Regions from separate parts of the Mus musculus genome. Here regions 1, 2, 3, 4, 5 and 7 are each linked to region 6. A link is a contact called in public ChIA-PET, Hi-C and HiChIP or PLAC-seq data. All regions are on one chromosome and are shown on one strand. Each heading gives the region's core, a stretch centred on a gene start, on an enhancer-like site or on the middle of the called end of the contact. The rest is flanking DNA. Distances are from core to core; before and after follow the strand shown.

What was found. A called contact is a pair of places that touch in the nucleus more often than the background predicts. ChIA-PET counts read pairs in DNA pulled down with a chosen protein or histone mark. HiChIP or PLAC-seq counts read pairs in DNA pulled down with a chosen protein or histone mark.
Region 1: an H3K27ac HiChIP or PLAC-seq map of neural progenitor cells shows a contact between it and region 6, with 2.8 times the contacts expected there. The contact joins the promoter of C1qc here to the promoter of Usp48 in region 6. A contact is called at or near these places in 1 of 39 promoter capture datasets (hippocampal neurons), 2 of 115 datasets of contacts at active chromatin or transcription factors (large pre-B cells and neural progenitor cells) and 2 of 9 other capture datasets (adipose tissue and pancreatic islet).
Region 2: an H3K4me3 HiChIP or PLAC-seq map of bone marrow-derived macrophages shows a contact between it and region 6, with 6 times the contacts expected there. The contact joins the promoter of Lactbl1 here to the promoter of Usp48 in region 6.
Region 3: a Hi-C map of double positive thymocytes shows a contact between it and region 6, with 4 times the contacts expected there. The contact joins the promoter of Pink1 here to the promoter of Usp48 in region 6. A contact is called at or near these places in 3 of 484 Hi-C or Micro-C datasets (CD4 T cells, double positive thymocytes and erythroblasts) and 2 of 115 datasets of contacts at active chromatin or transcription factors (the 230-238 cell line and large pre-B cells).
Region 4: a Hi-C map of regulatory T cells shows a contact between it and region 6, with 9 times the contacts expected there. The contact joins the promoter of Kdm1a here to the promoter of Usp48 in region 6. A contact is called at or near these places in 1 of 39 promoter capture datasets (liver), 2 of 484 Hi-C or Micro-C datasets (B cells and regulatory T cells) and 1 of 115 datasets of contacts at active chromatin or transcription factors (bone marrow-derived macrophages).
Region 5: an RNA polymerase II ChIA-PET map of memory CD8 T cells shows a contact between it and region 6, with 26 read pairs. The contact joins the promoter of Ddost here to the promoter of Usp48 in region 6. A contact is called at or near these places in 2 of 39 promoter capture datasets (liver and pre-B cells), 1 of 484 Hi-C or Micro-C datasets (CD4 T cells) and 3 of 115 datasets of contacts at active chromatin or transcription factors (extraembryonic endoderm stem cells, memory CD8 T cells and pro-B cells).
Region 7: a contact with region 6 is called in an H3K27ac HiChIP or PLAC-seq map of thymic regulatory T cells, with 4 times the contacts expected there. The contact joins the promoter of Mul1 here to the promoter of Usp48 in region 6. A contact is called at or near these places in 1 of 39 promoter capture datasets (liver), 5 of 484 Hi-C or Micro-C datasets (B cells, CD4 T cells, CD8 T cells and 2 more) and 3 of 115 datasets of contacts at active chromatin or transcription factors (large pre-B cells, memory CD8 T cells and thymic regulatory T cells).

What each region holds. Positions count from the first base shown.
Region 1 is chr4:136,891,626-136,894,360 of GRCm38.p6, forward strand. It overlaps C1qc (complement component 1, q subcomponent, C chain), which reads right to left and starts at 1,289. Exons shown (of 3, transcript NM_007574.2): 1 at 1,219-1,289; 2 at 754-938. The coding sequence starts at 937.
Region 2 is chr4:136,621,277-136,623,976 of GRCm38.p6, forward strand. Lactbl1 (lactamase, beta-like 1) reads left to right here and starts at 1,345. Exons shown (of 8, transcript NM_001243262.1): 1 at 1,345-1,465; 2 at 2,009-2,081. The coding sequence starts at 2,070.
Region 3 is chr4:138,324,868-138,327,567 of GRCm38.p6, forward strand. It overlaps Pink1 (PTEN induced putative kinase 1), which reads right to left and starts at 1,429. Exons shown (of 8, transcript NM_026880.2): 1 at 966-1,429. The coding sequence starts at 1,352.
Region 4 is chr4:136,601,373-136,604,072 of GRCm38.p6, forward strand. It overlaps Kdm1a (lysine (K)-specific demethylase 1A), which reads right to left and starts at 1,351. Exons shown (of 20, transcript NM_001347221.1): 1 at 860-1,351. The coding sequence starts at 1,213.
Region 5 is chr4:138,303,426-138,306,125 of GRCm38.p6, forward strand. It overlaps Ddost (dolichyl-di-phosphooligosaccharide-protein glycotransferase), which reads left to right and starts at 1,313. Exons shown (of 11, transcript NM_007838.3): 1 at 1,313-1,613; 2 at 1,730-1,840. The coding sequence starts at 1,454.
Region 6 is chr4:137,592,760-137,595,459 of GRCm38.p6, forward strand. It overlaps Usp48 (ubiquitin specific peptidase 48), which reads left to right and starts at 1,413. Exons shown (of 27, transcript NM_001355588.1): 1 at 1,413-1,757. The coding sequence starts at 1,624.
Region 7 is chr4:138,433,379-138,436,078 of GRCm38.p6, forward strand. It overlaps Mul1 (mitochondrial ubiquitin ligase activator of NFKB 1), which reads left to right and starts at 1,294. Exons shown (of 4, transcript NM_026689.3): 1 at 1,294-1,501. The coding sequence starts at 1,382.

The sequences.
Region 1 (2,735 bases), core at 39-2,538, 700 kb before region 6:
GGGAGGAAAGAGGCCAGTATGGACATTCTTTTTTTTTTTAGGGCGCTTTCCATTAGCCCCCTGTCTCATCCCTCTGTCCCCGAAGTCCCCACGAGTTCTGCTCAGCCCTACTTACCCTCCCTCATGCCCAGACTCCACTGATCTCCCAGGGAAAGCACCCACACTCATAAAGGGCCACAACACCTGCCCTCCTCTCTTCCCTAACCCTAGCAGCCCACTCCTTTCCTTGGCCTGCCCTTCACACCATGACACTCGTGAGAACACCCTGGGTGTGGTCCTGACCACCCTGCCCCTTGCATCCTGATTGACAGAGACCATCACACCTGCTAGGTGCTTAATTTTGTCATCTATGTAAACGTGTTCAAAGCTGTGACAACCTGAGAAACAGGGATTGCAGCACCCATTTCACAGACGTGCAAACTAAGGCACTGTGGGGTTAAAAAAAAAGTTGTGTAAGCTGATAAAGAGGGAGGTGGTGGACTTGGCTTGGTTTTGACCCTCCCATAGGTGCCCCGGCAGTGTGGGCCACCTTCCCTAAGCATCCATCTGTAGAATGAACAGGCTGTCACCTGCCTGCAGGGACAGAGGCTCCTCTTTATTCCCTTCTACAGGATAAGGCAAATGAGGGCAGCATGCTGCAAGGTCACCAGAGTCAGTCTGGAGGCTAAAGTCTGAACTCTGAGGACCTGCAGAAAGAGAGGGCTCTGCGCTTCCCGCCCCAAGGCCAGCCTCCATCCAGGCAAGCAGACTTACCTGGCTCTCCCTTGGGCCCCTGGAGTCCATCATGCCCGTCCTTCCCAGGGGCCCCCGGCATGCCTGGCATCCCTGGGATCCCATAGCAGCCAGCGCTGGCCTGGCTCCTGAGTGGTAGGGCCAGAAGAAACAGCAGCAGCAGGCAAAGTCCACATGGAGGCTGGCAACTGGGTCCAACGACCATCCTGAGGAGGGGCGGGGGTGAGATGGAGGAACTGGTACTGAATTCTCCCTCCCTCTCCTCATTGCCCCGTCCCCTTCCGTAGCCCTTCATCCTGGGGAGTCCACATCCAACCACAGATGGCTGGATGGATGATGGACAGATAGGTAGTGGGTCTCTTCTAAGGTCCAAGCCTTAGAGAAGGCCTATCCCAGCAAACAAAGACACCCCTAGTCCTATGGTTCAGGAGGGTACCTGAGGGGAAACCACAACTCGCTCGCACTGCAGCAGGGTCCCAGCCTCACCTGAGGGTGTAAGGGACTTCAGGCCTAATCACAGAGACGTCCTGTTCTCCCAGACAGGAACATACTGTTTCAGAGCTGTGAGAGAAGAACCGCCCAGAGCAGGGAGAGCCCCCTCCCCCACAGCACCCTAACCCTACATCCCCTTTCCAGAAATTTTCCCTGACTTGACACTTTCTTTTAGGTTCTGATCCAGGCTGACCACAGTGATATCTCTACCCACCCCTTCCTTCCCTGGCCCTAGGTCATGTGTGCCAAAATGAGGAAGTGTCTGCCGTCCCTTCATCCTGAGAACACCAGGGTGTGTGTGTGTGTGTGTGTGTGTGTGTGTGGTGTAGACCTGAACCCAGGGCACAGCTGTCCCTAGGGGCAGGGTGATCATTCTATGGCATCCTCCGTGCTTGAGAATCAATGGCCTTCTATCTCCCTGAGATGAAGTTACAGCCCCTCTTCCAGAAGAGGAAACTGAGGCTTGCCCTAAGTCACACACTGTGCAGTTGCTGGGTGACCCCTGTGTTCAGCAGCTTTCCAGAAACAAGCCTCGCATGAAATTGTCAAGTGGTGGGCCTTAGTCTAGAAACATCCATGTACCCATTCCAGTTGTCAGGCTCAGGGAAGGGTGCCAGGGTGAGCTTGCTTGGCATGGGTGCATCAGAGACAGAGCCTCTGCTTTTCCTTCTTGCTGGTCTCTCCCTGACCAGGAGACGCAGTCACTGCCCCGCAGACTGATCTCCCCACTGGATGTAGGAATTCCAGAGACCTGATTGGCACTACCTCTTCTTTTGCTAGGCCCCCACCACCTTGATGGTTTTTCTACCCCCTTCATCCTGCCCCCACCTTGTCTCTGGTCCTGGAACTTGCAGTGGTCAGGCCAGGCCTCTTCCTGACTCTTTCCTCAAGTGGAATTTATGGGATGAAGGCAGATTGGGGCAGTAGGATAGCCCAACTTAATGCTCTCATTACCTGGATTTGGGGTTGGGCTGGGGTCCTGTGTAGGGCATTGGGGAGGGAGCTACATCTAAGCCAGGCTCTCTACACCCTGCATATGCTACATCCTGACCCACACTAGCAATTCAGGATACCTAGTTGAGCAGCCCACAGGGTCTTGCTCTTTCAGTCCTCCTGACTGTCCCTCCACTTGTAGCCCAGGATATGCTATGTGGCTAAGGTAAGGGTGAGGGACTGGGAGGAGCCGAGCGTGGTGGGCTCTGTATTGTGAGGTGGTAGTGATGAATCCCTTGCTCTTCGGTCTTGGGCGCCTCTGTGCCTGGCCTGGCTCTTCCAGCAGGTGTCAGGCTCGGTCCGTGCTCAGCCTTCTCCACCACGCCCACCATTCTGCCAGGCTCAGCTTCCAGGTTCAGAGGAATTGCGGGTTTTCAGAGTGTCTGGAATGTAGGTTAAGGAAAGGTTCCACACTCTCCACTTACTGGGTCAGGCATGACCCCACAAAGTGACAGGAGCTCTCCACTTTGAGGCCAGACAGCCTGGCTTAGCTGTAGATCCCCCACCTTCCAGCAGGG
Region 2 (2,700 bases), core at 95-2,594, 970 kb before region 6:
TGTGTGTTTATGTGCTAGTGTGTGTGTGTATGTGTGTATATATGTGTGTGTGCTGGTGTGTTTCTTTGTATGTATGTGAGTATGTGTGTGTATGTATATGAATGTGTATCTGTGTCTGTGTGTGTGTTTGATCTTTCTTGTTTCACAGGTATAGAACCTGAAGACCAATTCTCCAGTAAAATACCTTTAAAGGAAGAGCAAGCTGGGACATTCCATGTACACCTTCTGCCATCTAGTGGTGATTTGCTATATGACATGGTGTGGATTCTCTTCTAGCTGAATTGGAAATAATCCGGATTTACAAGGGAGAAACACCTGCCTCCAGAAGCTGGGTCAACTTGAGTATCCAGGAGGAGTGCCACAGAAGACAGTGGAGTCATTGAGACATGGGTGGGTCCCCTAAGGGAAGTCTTGCAGGCCCTTGCAGTAAACTATCTGACTCAGATCATCAGTCCTAGCTTTGACATGCCACCCCCCCACCCCCCGACGACCTCATAGTCAGTCAGATGGAGATATAAGGAAGGCTTTGGGGACCAGGGGAGGGGGACCTGTGTCCTGTGTTCCAATCTTAGCCCTTGCTCTTCCTGGGAACTTTGAATATCAGCTCCTTTGGATGGATGGAAAGTGTGACAAGCTAGATTCTTCTTCCTGCAGTTCCTGTGCAGATCAAAGACACAGACAGCCTGTAAGATGGCTCAGTAGGTAGAGGTGCTTGCCACCACGCCTGATGACCTGAATTCAATCCCTGGGACCCACACAGTGGAAAGAGAAAACCACTTCTTGCGAGTTGTCCTCTGACATTCCCGAAAATCTAAGTCAGTCTTAGATTTTCTTAGACTTAGAAAAAAAATCTAAAGTCAGCCTTTGGACCAGATTGGGAGTTTGATACCAGAGCCAAGTCATGAGTGCCAGCCTTGGCAGAGCCAGCCCCTCCTAGGGGCAGGTCACGGGCTTCTGCCTTAGAAGCACTCTCCTACTTAATTAGCTGTAGTCATTATTGTCCTCATTTACAAAGAAACCGAGAGAGTCTCACTTCCAGGTAACAGTGGCTCTCCTGGGCACTTAATAGAAAGGCTCACACCTGTGTTCTCAGAGGTGACTGGTGAACTGGTTTGAGCTTGGAAAAGGGTTCTAAGGGCCTGAGGGTCAGATCCTGGTAGCTGTCTTTTGTCACCTCTTTTCCTGAGTTTCTTCATGCCCCCGGACTATAGCTTCTGTGGTCACATGGCATAGATGTCCGGCACTCTGATACATCTGCCCAGCTTCCCTGCTGCCAGGGCTCCTGGGAAGCTAATCCTCTAGGCAGAGGACAGCGAGGGATTAGAGCTGGAGAAATGAGGGCCACATCTGTCACGGCTGCTGGCAGTTTGGGCAAAGCTCATGCTGAGCGTTCAGGAAGACCCTTGAAACACAGGGATCCCGGTTGAAAGAGCTGAATTGTGGATTCCATTAGATCCTTCTGGAAGTAGGTAAAATGTGAGAGTCTGGGGCCTGGCAGATGGTTGTGGGGGAAGGAGCTGGAATTAGAGGCTGGTAGATTTGGGGTAGGTTTGGTGCCCTCCTTCAGGTTTGCCTGAGATAGAAGGGGTTCTGGGTCTTCTAGTGCAAGAAGCAGGATAGTCCTGGACAATCAGGCACTGCGAATCAGCCAGGCTTCTGAGCTTGGGAAGTGGGGTCCTCCTTCCCCACCATCCTCATTTTACCCCCTTTCTAGCTATTTTCTGTCCCTTCTTCTCCCAGGACATGTCTTTATTATTAATTTTATGTGTATGTATGTTTCCCCATTTATGCTTGTATCATGGGTAGGTCTGGCATCCCTGGAGAGTGTCAGAACCCCAGAAACTGTGGTTATAGATGGTTGTGAGCTACCATGTAGATGCAGGGAATTGAACCCAGATCCTCTGAAATAGCAGCAGTGCTCTTAAGCTCTGAGCCATCTCTCCGGGCCCTGTCTCCCCACTGCTCCCACTTCTTCTTGCCTTTGCTTCTCTTAGTTTCCTGTCCACAGGGTTTCCTGCGCTGCAGGCCAGAATCCTCAAGGAGCTGGAATCTTCCATGCCCTAAGGAAGATGAAGACTCGGGTGAGTCCCAATCAGGAAGTCACACATTTTCTTGGTCAACATCCCTAGCTCCTCCTCAGCTGCTTGCTCAGTGACTCTGCCCTCCTTCCCACCCTGGCTGCTTCACCTGCTTCCCCACCGGAGCCTCTGCTCTTGCTTGTTTCTCTCTGGAACAAGTAAAGCAACTATGACAGTTGAGCTAACACTTGTTATTGTAACACAACTTGTTTGCCAATCGATCCATGCTTCCTGCACAGCTCTGTAGGGGCTCACCTGAGCTCTCCCGGGGGGAGGGGCAGTCTTCTGGCTTCAAGAGGTGAAGTCATTTGTCCAGAGCTGGAAGGTGCAGAGCTGAGCTCAGGTTCTGTTTGTTGCCCTTTCCAGAGTGTTATACAAATGATGCTACAATCCGTCCGCGTTTGAGAATGGTTTATTTATTTCACTTAGCACAGTGCATTTAAGATTTATACATATTATTATATATATAGATACTCTATTCTTTATGTTGCTATGTAACATTCGATTGCATGGACCTATGAGTCATATTTTCATTCATCATTGAAGGATATTTGGTTGGTTCAGGCCTTTGAAAAGTTATAAGTAGCTAGGAGATGGCTCACTTGGTAAAGTACTCAAAGAC
Region 3 (2,700 bases), core at 179-2,678, 730 kb after region 6:
GGGTTTCTCTGTATAGCCCTGGCTGTCCTGGAACTCACTTTGTAGACCAGGCTGGCCTCGAACTCAGAAATCCGCCTGCCTCTGCCTCCTGAGTGACTTTTTTTTTTCAATTGGATATTTTATTTATTTACATTCCAAATGTTATCATCCAGCCGGGCTGTGGTGGTGCACACCTTTAATCCCAGCACTTGGGAGGCAGAGGCAGGTGGATTTCTGAGTTCGAGGCCAGCCTGGTCTACAAAGTGAGTTCCAGGACAGCCAGGGCTACACAGAGAAACCCTGTCTTGAAAAACTAAAAAAAAAAAAAGTTCAAGACAAACCTGGGCTACATATACAAATCAAGGCTCTGTCCCCCTTTTATGCATCCCAAAAGAAAAGAAATTTACTCAAAGCCATTTGTTACAGTGCAACAGAGACCAATAATCAGCAGCTTTTAAACCATACTGTTTGCAAAGTGTCGGCATATCAGGCCATCAGTAATGGGAAATAGGTCAGCCTTAATTAACAGATCAATTCCAAGAAATGTATAGTCCAAGTCATAGATAGATTTTAATCTTTGCCTTATCCCCTGATCTACCTACCCCCCCCCCCAAGGTCTAGGCATGTCCTCATGCTCTTAGACACATAACTAAGATGCCACCAGCCACTCAGTCTGGTCCACGAGTACCCCACCCCCTTAAATTGCCCAATCACGGCTCAGAGACCTGCCCTTCCCAATGCCCAGGCTCCTACCACGCCCTGGTTCACGACCCGCCCCTACACCACTAGGATTCTGAGGCTGCCCCAACAACTATCCAACTAACTCCGCCCTTGCTGTCCAATTTGGCCCCGCCCCACCCAGATCACTCACTCTCCTAACCCCGCCTCCTCCTGGCCTAGGCCCCGCCCCGGCCCGGCTGGCCTCAGGGCTACACTCTGGCCCGGTTCGGCCCGCTCCCGGCGCTCCCGCCCACCGCCGCTCTCACCTGGATCTCCTGACAGGCCGAGGCGGCCCTCCGGCCTTCCGCCTGCTTCTCCTCGATCAGCCCCAGCCCCAGCCCGAAGGCCAGGAAGACCGCTCGGCCGCAAGGGCCTGCGCCGCCCCGGGCCCGCACCATGAACTGCCTCTGGATCCGCGCCGCCAGCCCAGCTACCGACTGGCGGAAGAAGCGGTAGCGGTCCGGGAGGGGGAGCCCGACCGGCCGAGGCTGTGCTCCGGGGCTTACGACCTGGCCTGGGCGCTCTCCGCGGCCCCAGGCCGCCGCGGGGCCGGGCTTCCCCCAGCCGAACAGCGGGCCGGGCTTGGGCGCGAAGCGCAGCAGCAGCGCCCGACCCAGCTGCAGGCCTCGGCCCAGTGCCTGTCGCACCGCCATGGTGGCGCGGTGACCGGAGCCAGCTGCCACCGCCACAAACGTCTGGGACAACAACAAACTTCGGGGGCGGCGCCTGTGCGCAAGCGCGGGGGGCGGTCCCCGGCAGTTCTCCTGCGCAGCACGCGGGGGCGCTACCCGCTCATCCCTGCATCCCTTGGTGCAGCTGGTTTGCACTTTGAACCCAGGTCGAGGGGTTGTGAACAACTTCACTGGTCCTGGTTAAGATGAGACGTTGAGCCAGGAAACTAATATTTGTTATCAGTCACCGATCCAGGCCCTTTACACCTGTTAGCTAGTTTGACTGTCCCCCCCATGATATGAGTGCCAATTTTGTAGATAAGCGACTGTGGTGTTTCCAGATTGCTTGCAGGTATTAGAGTTGAGGTTGAAGTTCACACTGCCCTGGCTATCGAGGGAAGACCTTGGCTCTTCTCCCCCACTCCCAAGTGCTCTCATGCTCCTGTACAGACAGGTTGGAGGTTCCGGGGCTTAGATCTTGGAGGGAAATCTTGACCAAAGGCCATAATTTATGCACCAGTGGGTGCAGGAGCTGAGGTCTGAGACTGACTGGGAGACTTAACCAGAAGCCACCCAGATGCTTAATAAATCCCTATGACTTAAACTGCTTGTTACGAATAGCTAGCTGATAATAAGGTTATTAACCCTGTTACTATTTTTACTCATTTTATTTTACTTTATTTGAGACAAGGCCTTGCATAGCCCTGGTTGGCTTGGAATTCTTCCTGTAGACTAGGATGGCCCTCTGGAGTGTGGGGATTACAGGTATATACCACCACATCAGGCTGAATAATCTTTTTGCTTGTCTCTGACTTAAGCATAATTTTGTGTGTGTGTGTGTGTGTGTGTGTGTGTAAAATCACATAATACCAAATACTGGTCATCCAGTGAAATTTTTAATTTTTTTCAAAGCCTATTTTTTTTGGGGGGGGGGGGTGTTGAGACAGGGTTTCTCTGTATAGCCCTGGCTCTCCTGGAGCTCACTCTGTAGACCAGGCTGGCCTCGAACTCAGAAATCCACCTGCCTCTGCCTCCCAAGTGCGGGATTAAAGGCGTGTGCCACCACTGCCCAGCCTTCAAAGCCTATTTTAAATGATGGTTCTTCAATGCTTTAACCTCTCTTTTAACCCACTACCCACCAGAGGTAGTGTTGGGAGCCGCCCCCACATTCGCCGTCACAAGATGGCGCTGACATCCTGTGTTCTAAGTGGTAAACAAATAATCTGCGCATGTGCCAAGGGTATTTTACGACTACTTGTACTCTGCCTTTCCCGTGAACGTCAGCTCGGCCATGGGCTGCAGCCAATCAGGGAGTGATGCGTCCTAGGCG
Region 4 (2,700 bases), core at 101-2,600, 990 kb before region 6:
CTCTGGTTAAGGCTAATACTGTGCAATAAAGCCACACCAATGCTTAGCAAGGTTACTGACCCAGAGGGTTGTTTGTTTGTTTGTTTGTTTGTTTCAATATCGAATTACACCTTGTCAAAACACCAAACTCTGAAACTGCAAACCTCTTTTTACTCATTCTTAAAATGAAGCTAACAATACCAGTCCAGTGGTGTTTGGGAAAACGAAAAACGCTGGCCCTGTGCCAAATGCACCATCTGGCATACTGGGGTGTGAGACAGAGGTTATCTGTGGATAGTGTTGGATTTGATGCCAAATCTTTATCTTTATATTCGCCCCGTGTCCAACTGGTATTCTTCATTCGCTTCCACAATTTGAAAAAGTCTACCCGGGCCCCAAGAAAGCGCTGGCCTCCAGGCCTGACAACCTCAGTTCGATTCCTTAGCATGGCGGAAAGACAGGAAGGACTCAGGCGAGCTATCCTATGACCCCAACTCGCACACGCACAATAAACGATTGGTTTTTGTATATTTTATTATTTTATCTTTAAAAAAAAGAAAGAAAGAAATAAGAGTCTACGCGTACCTGGCGTACAGCAAGACCTTTCAAAAACAAAGAAAAAGTCTCTTTCTTTTCATGCAGCTTGACTCTTAGAGCATCACACCCATCTCCCCGGTGTACACAACCCAGAAGCCGTCCGCCGTCCGCACACATCAGACACACAGGTAGACAAACGCGTCGGGAAGCCATCTTTCCCAGTCAGACCATCAGGGTCACACCCTCCAGCGCCCGATACACCGGGTCCCCGCACAAAGGCCGGGCCTCCCCTCCCCCGGCCCCACTCCGGTCCCCGGGACCAGCGGTTCGATCACGGCCTCACCTTGGCCCGCTTGCGCCGGCTGGTCCGTCGGCCCTCCGGGGTCTCGGCTATTCCGGTCTCCATGGGCGTCGCGGAGCCGGGCCCGGCTGTGGGCCCCGCCTGGGGCCCAGCAGACCCCGGCGGCTCGGCTAGGCCCCCGGGCGGCGAGGCCCGCGGAGGCTCCTTCTTTCGGGGAGTGCGCTCGCCCGCCGCCCCCGTAGCCATGTCGGTGGGGCCCGTCAGGCCCGCGGGCGGCGCGGCCACCTCAGAGCCGTTCTCGGCACCGCCCGCCGCCCCGGACCCGGCCTCGGTCCCAGCAGCCGCCGCCGCCGCCGCTGCCGCTGCCGCCGCCGCCGCCTTCTTCCCAGACAACATCTCGGGCCGCCTGGCCGCCGCGGGCCGCAGGGGCCGATCGGTCTGCCGCTCCGTGGGTCCGCAGCCGCCTCGCGCCTCTCCGCCCCGCACCTCTCACGCTCCGTGCGAAGCCAAACACCCCCGCGTGCGCACGCGCCCTGCGCGCTCCCGCCGCACCAGGACAAAAAAGCAGCCGCTTGTCCCCGGCTCAAGACCAGAGAGCGACGTCCTGGAGGCTAGAGCGGCGCCGCAGCTCCGATCGCGAGGCTGACCTAGAGCGCCCCCTGCGATTGGGAGTGCGACCCAGCATATCCGCCTGACTTCGGGTTCTGAGCCCGACCGTTTTCATCAAGGACTCTCAATATTCACCCCATACACTAGTCACTTCAACTAATAACATTCACTCTCCCTGCAGGACAAGGGGTGGATTATGGAATTCCGGCTTTCAGAGGGCTTACTACCTAATTGAGACAGGGGAACACTCTGAAGTACAACTTAATTAATGATCACTTAATTATCCTGTGCTCTGTAACTCAACCTTTAGAGCACTGGCCCAGAATGTATATGGCCCCGAGTTATCCCTAGAGCTAGGGAAACTAGCTTCATAATGGCCCTGCTTGGACTGTGGGGAAATAAAGAGTGCACGAATTTCCACGGTAATAAAATAGAGAGAAATGAGGAATTTCTGGTTTGAGTCAAAGTGGACTCGCTCTTGCCTCCAAGCCGTGTTTATTTTCTTTCTTGAGGCTGCACATGCTCGCCACCATGCCTCCTCCTCCATGCCTCTCATCTCCAGGCGCATAACACTTCTTCAACCTAGGTCAGTTCTTTCTTTTCTTTTTTTCTTTTTTGGGGAGGGGGGTGGGGGATTGGTTTTTCCGAGACAGGGTTTCTCTGTATAGCCCAGCCTGTCCTGGAACTCACTTTGTAGGCCAGACTGGCCTCTAACTCAGAAATCCACCTGCCTCTGCCTCTGCCTCCCAAGTGCTGAGATTAAAGGCATGTGCCACCACTGCCCGGCTTGGTCAGTTCTTTCTAATGTTGTGAATGTGGGTGTTTTATTCATGAGATGTTGAGATGTATAGGATGTTGGGGGGCTATGAGATATTCACCAGAGAAGAATGCAGGCATGGGTTTAAGCCAATAGAAAGTATTTACTTGGGGCCTGGGGAGATGGGGGGCTGGAGAGATGGCTCAGTGGTTAAGAGAAGTGACTGCTCTTTCAGAGGTCCTGAGTTCAATTCCCAGCAACTACATGGTGGCTCACAACCATCTGTAATGGGATCTGATGCCCTCTTCCGGTGTGTCTGAAGACAGCTACAGTGTACTTAGAAATAATAAATAAAACTTTTTTAAAAGCTTCAGTTAGCCAGAAGCAGAACTACAGAAGCCAAAAAGCAAGGTCAGTCCATTTCCCAAAACTACGGACTTAAATGGATTAAGCCTTTGTTTTAGTTTTGGCAGGTGGTACTGTCTATGTGTTAAGTTTTACAGCTTAAATGGTATTT
Region 5 (2,700 bases), core at 63-2,562, 710 kb after region 6:
TTGGGCTTCAGAGAAGTTTAGGAACGATAATTATTATATGGAGACGGTCACATCCAGCTGGCCTGGGACTTGCATGTAGCTGAGGACAACTTTGCACTAATTATCCTGATGTTTGTATCTCGAGTGCTGAGGTTACAGCTGCCAGCTGCCATGCCTAGTTTTCTATGATACTGGGCATCAAACCCAGGCCTTCCTGCAATCTAGATAATGCATGCATCTTACCCACTGAAGTACACATCCCTAGACCTCTACGTTTTATTTCTGTCCTGAATCTTGGGTTGGTGTGTGTGTGTGTGTGTCAGAAGACAACTTGCAGAAGGCCGTTCTCTCCTTCCACCGTCTGGGGCCCAGGGATTGAACTCACGACGTCAGTCTTGGTGGCAAACAAGCACCTTTATCAGCTGAACCATCTTGCTGGCACCCCATGTTGGCTTATAGACAATTCCGCTAGGCACCACGCAGCAGCTTGGGTAGCCGCCAGCCAGGTGCGAGCCAGGCGTGTAAGGACTCCTCTCGGCTAACCTGCCTCTCTCCCTATCTCCTATTCTCTCCTCTCTCCCCCCAGATGTTCTCAGCTGGCCTCTTCTCTACCATTCTCTGTTCCCCTTTTCGGTCTCTACCCCGTCCCAAGTCCCCTTCCCTTCCACCGACGATAAATCGTCTTTACACTAGGTCTGTCGCGTGGCTTGATTGTTCAGGGGATCACCTTGGCCGGCCAGCCAAGTTGCTCCCTCCCGCCGCATTATACCAGCTCTCAATATGTGACCCCAGCAGGCCTGGACTCACTATGTGGACCAGGCTGGCCTCGAAGTCACAAAGATCTGCCTCTGCCTCCCACTCGAGTGCTGAAATTAAAAGCACGAGCCACCAATCCTGGTTGTGAAGAGCCTTTTGATCACTAACCTTCTCCTTGGCCATCCACCCTGTTTCGGGCCTGGCCAGAGCCTATTTCCCCACCTCATTGCTCTCAAGAGATAAGGGCCTGCTTCCGAGCCCGTTAGACTAGCGACAGGCGAGGAATTCACCCCTATCTGGTCCTGGTAATGACAACTGCGTCCTGGGGGAAAAGGGGCGGCTGCCTAGGAAACGGAAAATCTGGAGACGCTAGAGGAGAGTTTGAGAGATGTGGCGGGAGCTAGCCTGGGCGGAGGCAAAGGGCGCCCGGCTTTGTTGATTGGCAGCAGCTACGGAGCTGTCTCTCTTGGATTGGCCCTTTTCCATGGGGGAGGCGGAGCCTCAAGTGCGTTTCGCCAATAAGGTACAGAGACTCGGCCTCCGGAGGGCCACTTCCGGTGGCGTTCCCTGCTTCTTGGTCCGTCCCCGCAGCGGCGTGGGCCGCGGGGCCACGGAGTACCCGGACCGCTTCCAAGTGGTACTCCGCCGCTGCGAGCGGCCATTGGGCGGCCGCGAGGGACGCTTCCGGTGCCCAGGTGCTGGCCTGGGCTGCTGGGAGATGAAGATGGATCCCCGCCTCGCCGTCCGCGCCTGGCCCCTCTGCGGGCTGCTGCTGGCCGTGCTCGGCTGCGTCTGCGCCAGCGGCCCCCGCACCCTCGTGCTGCTGGACAACCTGAACGTGCGGGACACGCACTCGCTGTTCTTCCGCAGCCTGAAGGGTGAGCGCCGAGCAGAGCCGAGGGAATGGCCCGGGTTGGGGCGGAGACGGCAGCCCCCTCCGAGGGCTGCAGCAGGGATTCCTCTCCTGACCGGGTTCCGGGTTTCTTTCCTCCAGACCGGGGCTTTGAGCTCACCTTCAAGACCGCAGATGACCCCAGCTTGTCCCTCATTAAGTACGGGGAGTTCCTCTATGACAACCTTATCATCTTTTCCCCGTCGGTGGAAGGTAAGGGCGCGCGTCGCCCCTCGAAATGGGATTGGGGGGGCTCAGGAGACGGCTGTCTTCTTGTTCCTGGGCATGTTCTGGGTCTTGGGGTGAGTTTCGAAGTATAGTAGAGGAAAATGTTAATTGCAGCTTGGGCCTCGGAGATTTCATCCGTCAAAAAGATACAGCTAAGGATAGAGTGCCAAATGTCACCCGTAGACATTTCGCTTCTGGAGAAGGGGGTTTTCTCTAACAAGGGTCCTGATAAAGAAACTCTTGATTTGACTTGCTTGTGTACAAAGATTTGTCACATTATTAACATGGATTGCTGTAAAAAGTCATTCTGCAGGTCATAAGAATACAAATAGATACATACCCATCAACCCTTAAGGCCTGATGGATGTGTTTTGGCTGACCAACACAAGGCTAGTTGGTATTGGGGGTGGTGGGAAATATGCATGTATGTGAGGTTGTGCACACTTCTGTGGACGTGTAGAATCGGGTCACCTACTCTGTCACACTCCTCACTCCCTTAAGCCAGGGTCTCTCACTGAACCTGAAGCTTGCCATTTTGACTAAGCAGGCTGGACAGTGAGCTCTCAGATCAGTCTCTGCCTCCTGATGCTTGGGTAATAGGCACCGCTTGTCATTCCCAGCCCTTACTGGAGACTTGAACCCAGTGACCGACCTGTGGCTGCCTGCTAAGCCATCTCACCAGCCCTCAGAGACTACTGAATGGAGTGAAGATCTGTAACTTACACTTAACTATTTCTGTCTTACAAGGCAGTTGAGTCCACCACTAGACATTTCTGTTAAGATCTACTGAGCTGAACTTTGTCTCTCTCTTCCATGTGTATATTTGGAGAAGTGTTCTTAACTCC
Region 6 (2,700 bases), core at 163-2,662:
AACAAACAAACAAACAAACAAACAACAAAAAAAGAAACTCACTAAATTAGCAAGGCTCTACCCTTCACCACCAGAGTACTGGGATTAAAGGTGGGCCCCACAAAACAAACAAACAACAAAAAAAGAAACTCACTAAATTTGCAAGGCTCTACCCTTCACCACCAGAGTACTGGGATTAAAGGTGGGCCCCACAACAGTGTTCAACTGTTAACCAGTGGTATAGGAATTCAGTGTTTATTTGTTTGACTTTTTTTTTTTTTCCTTCCAGGAGACGAGGTTTCTCTGTGTGGCCCTGGCTGTCCTGGAACTCACTCTGTAGACAAGGTTGGCCCACTAACTCAGAGATCTACCTGTCTCTGCCTCCTGAGATTAAAAGTGTGTGCCACCACCAACCAACTGGTGTAGGAATTCTTTAAGAAAGGAGGTGTATGTGTGTGTGTCCTGACTTAGAAGATTTTTGTGTTTTTTATTTTCAGCCTAAATTCAACCAAAGGACCAAATCTTGCTTCAGTAAATCTTGACTTCAGTTCAAGGTTACTTGGGGGCTGGTGGGGTGGGTTGAGGAGTAGATAAGGGAGGAATTAGTCCTTGAATTCCCACAGGGCTTTTACATATTTAAAGTCCTGGAATTTTCTCTCTTTAGCTGTAATAGCTCTTTTCTGTTACAAAACGCTGTGATTCAGTTTAGCCTTTTTTAGGTCTAAGGGGAAGTAGTTGCAAAAAGGAAATAATATCACAGCAGGGAGCTAGGGTGTACACTCCATAACGAATTAAGACGTCAAAGTGTTGACCCTCTGGTCAACAGCCTACAGCAAAGAACACGTCCCAGACCTGTGTATGCTTCTAAACAACCTGCAACTCAAAGACTGAGCCTATCACTTCGAAGACTACAAACCCCAGGATGCCTCGCGCTCCGCGAGTGGCAGAGCGCATTGCACGCTGGGATATGTAGTCCCGTTGTAGCATCCGCAAACCACATAACGCCTCGTGACGTCAGAAAGCACGGGCAAGGAGCCGGAACTCGCCCAGGCTCAAGTGAAATCCTCGATCCGACTGTGGCGTTCCGGCTGCCTCGGTTTCTGCTATTATCAGGTCCCACTCACAGTCCCGGTGGCCCTATGGTGTGCGTTGAGTACTCTATGGTGTAACTTTGTCACAGTAACAGGGGAAGTGTGGAAAGCAAGGGCAAGCTCTCGCTCGTCGGAGTAGACGACGGAGGCTGAAGCGTAGCTAGCTGCCTTCACCATGGCGGAAAAAAGACGTGGCGAGTCGCCTTTGGGCAGACGCTTGGCTTTCTTCCGCCAGTCGGATTACATGGGCTTTCGGCGCAGGGACTCCTGGGAGCACGCATGCGCAGACTGCGGCAGGGCGTACGCCTCCAACGTCCGCAGGCGCGGGGTCTGTCGGGTATCGGCGGCGGCGGCGGCGCTTTGCGGCTGGTCGTGCGAGCTGGGCGCGGGCGGGCGGGCGCGGCGGCCGTGGCGCGCGCAGGTGATTGACTGCTCTCCTGTCTGAGGGCAGCGCTGGGTTCTTTCGGCTGGCAGGGGCCCGTGCCCATTCGGGCGGAGACGGAGGCGGCGCCGGAGGCCACCGGGCTCGGCGAGTGCTACCTCGGTCAAGGCTATGGCTCCGCGGCTGCAGCTGGAGAAGGCGGCCTGGCGCTGGGCGGAGACGGTGCGGCCCGAGGAGGTGTCGCAGGAGCACATCGAGACCGCCTACCGCATCTGGCTGGAGCCTTGTATCCGAGGCGTGTGCAGGTGAGGTCCTCGCGTGGCCGAGGCGGGATCGGGGGACGGGGGACCGGGAACCAGGGCGATGCACGGTGTTACTGCATCTCCTTTCAGTTTGCACGACCCGGGAGCTACGCAGCCCCCGAAGTGATGCGGCTGCTGGGCTCGCATCCTGAAGATGGCGGTGGAGATAGTTGGAGATAGGGCTTAGTAAGTAACGCTGGAGTGTTGTTTGATCTTGGGCATAGCTGTGCGCTTTTCGCTTGTAAAAGGGGAACTTGCCGACAGCGAACTTCGTCGACATTGTATCTCCTGTCATTGCACGCTGAGAAGGCCTGATCACCTAAGTATCACTTGCAGAGAGCAGGTTTAGAAAACCCTTTGGTTAACCTACGTCATCGGTCCCCCGCTCTCATTGGCTGGCTCTCTTTGACCTATAGGTGTTTTCTTTTGGTCACCCTAACTCCACACCACTTTGCAGAGTAAAGTGTTTTTAGCTGTTTAAATTCTGCTCCCCCTTCGTGGCCCTTGGTTCTGATCTTTTTTTGCGTAGAGTGGTTTTCTTATCCCCACCTCGTAGCCTGCACCGGCCTGTGTTCAATCGAATTGATAAACCGAGGCATGCTCCATAGCTCCGTGTCATCGGGCGTGTAGGGAAAAGTGGAAGACGTGGAAGCCTTGGTTCCTGGCTTCAGAGCTGTGCCTCATTTGAGATATAATGTAAGTTAGGAAGTTTTCAAAAGTAAAGCGGGTGCATCTTTCTAAACTCTAGGTGTCTGCTCACAAGGACATTAAGACTCCTCGAAGTTCTGGAACGGCATCAATTTGTATAGTGTGGAATTGAAACAGCTTTACCGAGGCACTCATTTGAAGTGTATAGTTACAGTGCTGGTGGTTTAGCTTGAGAGTAGAGTGGTGGTTTTATGCTTGAGTCCCTTGGTTCAATTACCCGCACAGGGGATATAAAAGA
Region 7 (2,700 bases), core at 44-2,543, 840 kb after region 6:
TCTGATGTCTGAGAGGAGTTGGACGAGTTCTCCAAAGGTCACCTGGGTTGAAGCCCATTATCATTTTTAGTTAAAGGTCTGAGTGTATTTATATTCTCCCCACCACTTGTTTTTTTGAGACAAGGCTTCTCTGTGTAGTCCCAACTGTACTAGAACTCGTTCTGTAGACCAGGCTGGCCTTGAACTCAGAGGTCTGCCTTCCTCTGCTTCCTGAGTGCTGGACTGTGTGTATTTCTTAACCGAAGCCTCAGTTTCCTCTCCTGAAACTCTACTGTGGCAGTGGTTGAATGCATCAAATGCTGGTCTGGAGTGACTGGGACGGAGCTAAGTGGAAGAACACTTGAAACCCTGGGTTTGGTCCCTAGATAGTGGAGTGAAACACAGGCCAGGCCTAAGAAATACGAACTACAGTACAAGGCATATAATAGTCACTCAATAAAAATATTTGCTGTTATTATTAAATAAGCAGTATGCTGTTTTGGGGGTGGCGTGGCAGTAGATTAAGAGCTATTTTCGCGATTCAACTGGTGTAGAATCAATTCAACTGGTGTAGTGGTTGAGGGCTTTGAAGCTGGACTAATTTTTCTCCAGCTCTCCTTTGCAGTATGGCTCCGACCATGTTCTCCATCCCCTCTGGCCCCAGTTTCTTTTTTCTTCTTCTTTCTTCTCTTCTTCTTCTTCCTCTTCCTCCTTCTTCTTCTTTTTTGGTTTTTCGAGACAGGGTTTCTCTGTATTGTCCTGGAACTTACTTTGTAGACCAGGCTGGCCTCGAACTCAGAAATCCGCCTGCCTCTGCCTCCCAAGTGCTGGGATTAAAGGTGTGCGTCACCACGCCGGGCTAGTTTCTTCATCTTTAAAAGCCAGGTTTCAAGGTTCTCCGATAGCTTAAAGCCTAACACTTCTTGGTGCTGAACACGCGTTTTACTCAGCTCCCCATCTGACGGCGGCGACATCAAATAATCCAGCAAGGGCTGGAGAAACAGACCAGTGAGTAAAGGTGCTTTGCCACCATGGCTAAGAACTTGAGTTCCATCCCAAGGACCCATAAAGTAGGAGAAACCGGGACGCTCAGATCGAGTCCTGCCCTCTATAGGTGCACCAAGGCACGCTCTCATAGGATAAATTAGATGTCATTTAACAATAACGGAGCAAGAACGTCTAGAAACCCGGAGGGAGAGCTCCCACGTGACCACAGCCAGCCCCACCGGTTTCCCAGGAGGCCGCAGTAACGTCGCAACCACCTAGGCAACGTCTTTGCTCCACCCCCGTCCTCCACTTCCGGTTTTTACGTCATCGACGGGCGACGGGTTCCGGGAAGGGCTGCGCGGCTGCGTAGGGGTCGCAGGTGATTTCGAGGCGGCTGGTGCGGCTTGGGGTCGCCATGGAGAGCGGTTCGCGACCGTCGCTCGGCCAGGTCATCCTGCTGGGCACCAGTTCGATGGTCACCGCCGTACTGTACTCCATATACCGGCAGAAGGCCCAGGTCGCGCAGGAACTCAAGGTCAGTGCGGGGGGTGGGGTGGGCAGCCCGGTCTCACTGGCAGCTCGCGCCGGGGCGCACCGGGGAGCCACAGGGCCCCAGACGACGCGCAGCCAGAGGGGATCCCGGGCACCTGCTGCAGCGAGGCTGCCCCCCCCCAGTGACCCTCAGTGTCACTGGACGTTATTGCAGTGCTGTAAAACTGTTTCTCGAAAACCTGCTGGGCACCAGGTAGTGAGAAAAACAGGCCATTGTCCTGGTGCACAGTGCATTCTAGGTCAACCACACGCCTACACGTAATTGGATCGTGTGATAGGGCGAGAATCGGGTTGGAGTAGGGCAGAGAAAAGCGGAAAGATAGGGAAACGGAGAGTTCCGTTCCTTTTGCTATAGTAAAATATCTGACAGAAAGCAGCTTAGGAGAGGGAGAAGGGTTATTTCGTTTGTAGTTTCAGGTTACCATTCATCATCGCGGGGAAGTCCAGGCCAGGAACTTGAGTCAGCTGCAAATCACGTCTGAGTCGAGAGAAACAACTATTAAACAGTCCAGAGCCCAGACCTAGAGAATGGTGTCAGTCACAACACAACAGCGAGTTTCCCCCCTTCAGTTAGAGCTATCAGGACAGTGTCTAAACAGCTATGCCTACACAGGCTGACTCAATATAGACAGTTCCTTGTTGAGACACTCTTTCCAAGTGATTCTAGATTATGGCCATTGACAGGGGGGCGTCGCCATTTTAAACAAGGTGATACTTGGGTCGGAGATGGAGGATGTGAAGATATGTAAGGCAGGGGTGATTCCAACGTGAAGAACAGCAAACTTAGAGGCTCATTTGGAGAACAGAGAACTTAAAGGCTCATCTATTTAACCGCTCCGCTCCAGGTTTCTACAGTCATTTCTTTGTATATTATAGTTACTTTAAAACTACATTCTCATTTGAGGGTTGCACTTAACAGCTCAGACGGCACATTTCCGTCTCTGTTTTATTTTTGTCTCCAGTCCCAGGTGATCTTTTGGCCTCTATTGGGTACCAGGCATGTATGTGATACACAGACATGCATGCAGGCAAAACCACCCATATAATAAAAAGTAATAAGGTAAAGATGTGAAAGGCCCTTGCTTTTGTGTTAGGACCCAGAGATAAAGCTGGGGTGGAGCGGAGCCCCCAGGGGTCTTCGCCCTCACTGGCTTGTCGCTGTTAATTTAGCTTTTGTAGTTG